Regions from separate parts of the Rattus norvegicus genome. Here region 1 is linked to region 2. Evidence: chromatin contacts called from public Hi-C data. All regions are on one chromosome and are shown on one strand. Each heading gives the region's core, a stretch centred on a gene start, on an enhancer-like site or on the middle of the called end of the contact. The rest is flanking DNA. Distances are from core to core; before and after follow the strand shown. Region 1 has its middle 58 kb from the start of Spmip3. Region 2 overlaps Sdccag8 (SHH signaling and ciliogenesis regulator SDCCAG8).

Region 1 (3,496 bases), core at 264-2,763, 770 kb after region 2:
TCAAGATGGCACAAGTGGGATAGGAAACAGCAGTGATGGGCTGTGCTCCTGTCCCTAATCTGCCACCAATTAGGTGTATAATTGGGGCAATCACTTCATTTCCTCGAGCTGTTACTTTATTTACAAAATAAGAGGCTCATCCATTTACTGAAACTCTCAGGCTCCTGTGGGGAGCTTGCCACTTCAGACGGGGGGGGGGTGGAGGGGGGCCTTTTTGGGCTCTGGAATAAGAGCCTCTCTAAGCTCAGGAGCTCAAGGTGAAATAAAATGTCCAGTGAGGTCCTGGGTAGTTCTGCCGAGTTGTGGGGGGGGGGGGGGAGCTGGGAGTTCACAGTCAAGGGACTGTTGGCTCTACCGCATCTTAATGCTATTCGCCATGGTCGTAATTTATCACCGCCTCGCCTTCCAAATAGATAGATTAGTGTAAGCCGGTCCCTCCAGCGAGCTTCTCCCATCTGCAGAGGGAGGAGGCCGCAGGACAGCTGCGAATGGGACTGGCGGCTTGAATTATGTAACAGTAGCAGAGAAAAGCAAAGAGTCTTTCTGAATTGATGCTTCTTGAGACTAGCATTACCACGAGTTTCTCTACCCCTGAACTCTCACCACACACAGCAAGGATGGCTTTGTCCCCAAGGTGGTTAATCCACGTAGCAAAGGGATCCTGTCAGCATTGCCAGAGATCTTGGGGTAATCAAGAGGCGAATGCAGATAAATCCTGCAGAACCGGGACCACTTTCTCTCTCCAAAGCCCTAAAGTGAGGGCCAGCTTTCCAAAAGCTCACGCTCCTAAGCTTGCTTAGCCCCTCTTGTGGCCGAGTCCTCCATGCTGGACCGCAGAGCCCTGCTCCCCCCCCCTCCCCTTAGTACACTTTCAGAGAAGTGACCCCAGTTGGCAGCCCAAGCTGCATGGACTGCGGTCAAATAACACCCAGATGAAAACTGCAGCTGATGGCCGGCCTTTCCGGTCAGTGGCTGCTGTGCACAGCTCTCTCCTGGCCTCCTGAAGTTCAAATGCCAGCCTGATTTTGCCCTGGAAGCGGCCCAGCCCAAACATGGAACAAAAGTTCCCTCTGACAAGCCTGTTTGGGTTCCAAAGTATGTTTTTATGCCTGTTGGCAAATAGAACCGTCACCAGCAACAATAACAACACTGTCTCCCCTCACTGAAGCGACTTCATTTCTTCACATTTGTTCCAGAGCCGGGGCTGGACAGATGAATAATGTTCGCTAAGGGGCTGGCCCAAGTCCTGACCTCCTGCCTCCGAGAGCAAACAGAAATGACACACAGGCTTATCTGAACTCCCAATTGCTTGATTCAAACCAAAAGGAGAGGAACATAATGCACGCTTCTATTTAAGCTACGTAGTCACCTAAGGGCTTTCGTTCTGTTTTCTCTTTATCCCTTAGTTTTACTTTTTATTGTTTATTCATTTGTCTTCTTCAGCAAAAGAGGACCTTCACCTCTCTACTGGTGCTCCAATGAAGCCAGTTTCTCAAAGACCGAGATTAACCTGACATCTTGTGGCCACACTGGGGATATACAAGTCTAGACAAACCAGAGCCTCACAAGATAGGGGGGTGGGGGTTACAGAAAATGTTTGAAAGGGTCTTCAAAAACATTTTCCACAGTGTTTTATTTAAGACATCTCGGGAAGTCATAAACTACTTTTTTGGGAAAACCACACACGGGACCATATTTAAGTACCAAATAATTATTTGTCTCTCTCACCTGAACAGAAAGCGTCATTTTAATGACTGGCTTCTCATCTATAAAATGGACTTGATGGTAAATATTACTACACTTTTCTGAGGCTTATATAAGATAAAGCCAATAAAACGACTATTGGCAATTGAGGGTAGCTTAGCGCTAGAGCCCATGCTTGGCATGCAGAAGGCCCTGGGTTCAGTTTCGATACCAAAGACAAAACAGTACGCATGAGGACACTAAGGATTCCTAGAGAAGTAGATTCTATACGCACACTTGGTTAAACCTCAAAAACTCTAAACCTGTTTTGATGCCTAACCCCGATATAGCATAAACCCTGGCCTCAGAATAGATAAAAAGAACGAATCCACACAGTCATATGCCTTCCTAAATATACCTACTGCCAAACTCTCTCCCTTGTGTTTCTCATGATGTAAGTACAGCCATTTTCTTTGGTCTGTCTGCTTAGGGCCAGCAAGTGAACCGTGAGGAATGAAGAGGCGTCTCGAGGAGTTAAATCAGTTAAATCACAGGACTACATGGCGCCTGATCCGAGTGGGGCTTGAGAATCTAACTGTGTCTCCTGTTCACGGTGCTAGGAGGAGGGTCTTGGTGTGACTGGGATGTCGGAGATCAAACCTTTGTCTTGTAAATGCTAAACATGTTCCAAGTGCTGAACATGAACCCTACCACTATGCCACCCCTCTGCTTGTACCTCATCTTCTGGAAAAAGCAGGGAGTCCAACACAGCAGCTCCAGAAGCTCCTGGGTGTCTGTGTCCCACAAGGGTGATGCAGGGTGACTCATGGAATACAAGATGGGTCTGGCTATTGCTGCTGTGCGGCTTGTGGTGTGGAGGAAGCCAAGAGCTCCTGTTGTCAAAGCTGGAAATGCGCATTTCTGCTAAATTTCAGTTCTGCTAGGGTCAGTGGGCCAGCTAGCTACTGTTCCGCCTACGGACAGCGTTCAAGCTCTCCCGGGAGCACAGAGCAGCTTCCCACTCACAGATGACCTTTTCGGTGTCCTCTACTTACTGAATTCACCACTCATCTCCCTAGTGTATGAGGTGAGCTTAGGGTGCCACTGACAGCAAGATCAATAGTTTCACCCGGAGAGAGTAGCACGCCAGCCAAAAGGACCTCAGATCCTTGGGTGAATGGTAAGGACAGATGGCTCAGACTTCTAGCCATCTTCCCTCTAAGCTGGGCTTCCTGGACCTCCCTCCACACTGTCTAGAGGACTAACAGGAAGGGGGGGGGTGCCCCGCAAAGGGGAGGGTAACAGGATGTGAGGGGCAGATGTTCAAAGAACATTATAAGCTTGTCTAGAAATGTCCTTATGTAATTCAGTACAATAAAAATTAAAAATAAAAACTTGTGAAAAGGCAAAAATCCCCTGCGGATAGACAAGTGTTGGTTGTTCACAATAAAACCGAACTTCTAAAGTCTGGCAATATTAGCAGGAACACTTGCACTGCTACAGGTACTGAGACAGGGTCTCACCGAGTAGCCAGCCTTAGCTGACCTGGAATTCACTGTGTAGACCAGGCTGGCCTGGAACTGAGATCCGCCTCCGCCGCCTCCACCGCCGCCTCCGCCTCTGCCTCCACCTCCACCGCCGCCTCCGCCGCCGCCTCCGCCTCCGCCGCCGCCTCCGCCGCCGCCTCCGCCTCCGCCGCCGCCTCCGCCTCCGCCTCCGCCGCCGCCGCCGCCTCCGCCTCCCAATGCTGGGATTAAAGGCATGTGCCACTATTTAATTCTTATTCCTACATCTGACTCTTGCCCTTTAGTGC
Region 2 (3,581 bases), core at 951-3,450:
CTGTGTATGTGCACGGATGCTGTGGCTGTGTGTGCATGGATGCTGAGGCTGTGTGTGCACGGATGCTGAGGCTGTGTGTGCACGGATGCTGAGGCTGTGTGTGCACGGATGCTGAGGCTGTGTGCACGGATGCTGTGACTGTGTGTGCACGGATGCTGAGGCTGTGTGTGCACGGATGCTGAGGCTGTGTGCACGGATGCTGTGGCTGTGTGTGTGCACGGATGCTGAGGCTGTGTGCACGGATGCTGTGGCTGTGTGTGTGCACGGATGCTGTGGCTGTGTGCATGGATGCTGTGACTGTGTGTGTGCACGGATGCTGTGGCTATGTGTGCACAGAGGCTGTGGCTGTGTGCACGGATGCTGTGGCTGTGTGCACGGATGCTATGGCTGTGTGTGCACGGATGCTGTGGCTGTGTGTGCACAGAGGCTGTGGCTGTGTGTGCACGGATGCTGTGACTGTGTGCACGGATGCTGTGGCTGTGTATGTGCACGGATGCTGTGGCTGTGTATGTGCACGGATGCTGTGGCTGTGTATGTGCACGGATGCTGTGGCTGTGTATGTGCACGGATGCTGTGGCTGTGTGTGCATGGATGCTGTGGCTGGCTTCCTGTCACAGAGCTCTGTGCTTCTCGGGCCATTCCTTATGTTTTACATTTCAGGTACATGAGCTTTTTATCCATGTTGCAGATTGTAAGTAATGAATTTACAGTTCGATACCCCGTCTGCATACTGATGATAGCCAGTTGGCTTTATTGCTCACAGTATGGACCCTATGAACAAGGTCGTAAGCATAAGCAGACCTAGATCCCTAATGAGACCTACATTGGGTGTTGGAATTTGGAAACTTCCTACCTATAGAAGTTTGCTAAAGGCTTTTCCTTGATGTTGTTTCCTTCCCTCCTTCCAAACATAAGTCTCCTCCTCTGTCAAACTGAAATGAGAATCTGTCTGTCATGGTCTCTGGACAAGGAAAGTCATGCTTCAGACAGCATGTGCAGCATCCAAGGCGTGTCTCTCCCCTCCCCTGCTCTCCGTCTTTGGCCGCAGCAGGATAGTCACTTCCTTTCTGACTTTACCACATTCCCACAGACATGAAGAATGGCGTGTGGTTAACCAACACAAGGTGCAAACCAAATTACGAGGAGGTCAGACATTTAGTTTGCTCCTCATGTGGCAGTGGGGGCAGCCCCATGTGCTGAGTGTCACTGTACCCCTCACCCGCACTTCTCAGGACTCTGTTCATTATGGCCTTTGTCCCCAAGGATCTATCTGTCTTATGTATCTGTGCAGAAGAACTCTGTCGGTTTCACTGATGTCTTTTTGACCATGGGCCTGATAGACTATTTTCTACCCTCTCCCCCACCCTCAAACTGTTCAGAGTTAGAGAGAGCCAGGTTTCAGTCATCAGACAGTTGAATAGACTGTCTCACTGGGGGCCAGATTCCAAGGAGACAGCCCATGGACTCACAGGCCAGGAGAGCCAGGATTTCAACAGTGTCAACAGTCTCTGCTCATCACACCAAAAAAGCCCCTTGTGGAGCTGCCTCATTAGCATACAGCCGCTATGCTAGCTAACAAAGCCAGCTCAGGATCTGTTCCTCCCTCAGTGAGTCTGTCTTCCTTGACCAAAAAGAAACTACTCAAGCAAGGGTGGAGGCTCTCTGGTAGAAGACTGCATTGCAAGAATCACAGGAGACCATTCAGAACCGGCTTTAAAATAATCAAATTTGGGGGAAACAAGATTCTATGTTTTATTTTTCAAATCTTGTTTTTAGATCATCAGTAGACCAAAAAGAAGAAAAAAGAAAAGAAAATCACCATGCCCCAATGTTAAAAATGGTGGACCCCCAAATAGTTCCTAGTCATCCCTTAAAAGCTTTGCTGTGCTACAGTGTGTGAGAGGAGCTCCAGCCGGGCAGGGGCACGGGAGCCCTCCTCATGGGCTGCCTCCCTAGCCCTCCTTTGTTGGGGGTGGAGCAAGGGAAGGAGCAAGGCAGAGCAGATGTGCTGCTAGATCTGCAGGCTTCTGCCAACCATATGGCATCTTAAAGAAAGATGGCTGCAGCGTCTGGATTAGCAAAGAGTCGGAATGGGAAGCCATGTGTCGCGTTGGTACAGGCAGTTGTTTGAGCTCTCTCTAAATGGCTTCAGGAGATTGTGTAATGGAACAAACAGTCCTGGGAGCAGGGGAGCAGCCCTGCCGCTGCTGGAGAGGCGATTGGCCCTGGGGCGGCGGCTGCTTCCCTCCCTGCAGCATTATGTATGCTTTTAATGTTCTTGGAACTCTGAGAATTGACTAGAACTTTTCAACTGTTAATTACATGCCTAGGTTCTCCTGGGCTCTAGGCCCCTGTGAACTCTCCTCTCTGCCCCCAATTTGGTAATTAATTAGCCATGTTGCAGGCCTGCTCTTGTGTGCTGTCCCTCTGTCCTCCACAGGGCTCCAGGCTCAGTCCTACAGTTCTCAGGGCCGGGACAAATGCCTTCTGCAGGAAGCCTGTCTAACTCCCAAGGGCCGGTGTTTCCATCCTGACTCCAGGAGATGCTGTGAAGGTCGCCAGGAGCCCGTGAGAGCAGAGCCTGCCACTAATGGAGATCTCCCTGTCTCTACCAGTGACGTCACTGGGCTGTTGGGCCACACCTGACATCCACTGGCTCACCCAGGAGCTCAGATGCTGTTTTACAGTTCAGAATGAGCATAAGCTGAGCAGTGAGGCCTGGGGCGCAGGCAGCACATGGTCATTGCAAGGCAAGCATTGTGCTCTGTTGCTGAGTGGGGAACTTTGTACAAGCAGCAAAATCTAGAGTGGCCAGAAAAGTTAGGTCTACTCCCTCTAGGGTACATAACTAACTCTGAGGCTCAGATGTGTCAAAAGTTGGCTTAGAAGGTCAAATGGCTAAGGACAGCCAAGGAAGCAGTGGGTTGACCTGAGAGAATCATTAAGCAAAATTTCATTAAACTTTGAGAGCTGAGAGTGACTGGTCAGTTCCTGGTCTTTCTGAGCCCTGTGGGAACAGAGCATACTGAATATTGATGCCTCGCCTGTCTTGTCTGACCCCAGCTGTACAGCCCCTCCCCCAAATAGAAGCAAGGAAAGGAAGCAGCTTGTAGGTTAAAACTGACTGACCATGTGGTTCAGTAAATAAAGCCACTCGCTGTGCAAGCCTGGTGGTCTAGACGAGTTCGATACCCAGAACCCCCATAAAGGTAGAAGGAGAGAAACAACTCCACAGACTTGTTTTCTAAATCTCCACATGTACCACGCATGCATGCAGACACACAGGTGCACACACATACCATACTCATATATATTCATGCACACCACAATAATAAAAACATGAAAAATCAGAGCTGTGTAAAGTATGTGTCTACCACAGCGTCTCTTAGGACGTGAGCTGTGACAGCGCATTCTTCTTTGTCCATTGTACAACACACAACCTCCTGCAGAGAGAAGCATGGGAGCCAGGGCCTCTGTAACTGGGTTGGAGCAGGAGAGAGCCGGGTTAGGGGTGGGGATCATCTGCAAACTGGCGTTGTTTCTGGCTTTGTTCTTGTTAAATGGGGTCATCTGGAAATCCT

The links. Hi-C and Micro-C count contacts between places; a contact is called where the count stands out from the background.
Region 1: a contact with region 2 is called in a Hi-C map of frontal cortex, with 3 times the contacts expected there. The contact joins two enhancer-like sites. A contact is called at or near these places in 3 of 12 Hi-C or Micro-C datasets (Schwann cells, frontal cortex and mammary epithelial cells).

What each region holds. Positions count from the first base shown.
Region 1 is chr13:92,215,473-92,218,968 of GRCr8, forward strand. No RefSeq gene overlaps it. Among named protein-coding and RNA genes, the nearest start is that of Spmip3, 58 kb to the right of the region's middle. Within about 2 kb of position 1,514, at least 31 of the 93 cell types and tissues checked have an H3K27ac peak or open chromatin away from gene starts, as enhancers often do.
Region 2 is chr13:91,448,136-91,451,716 of GRCr8, forward strand. The region is part of intron 16 of Sdccag8 (SHH signaling and ciliogenesis regulator SDCCAG8); the gene reads left to right. Among named protein-coding and RNA genes, the nearest start is that of Sdccag8, 160 kb to the left of the region's middle. Within about 2 kb of position 2,201, at least 25 of the 93 cell types and tissues checked have an H3K27ac peak or open chromatin away from gene starts, as enhancers often do.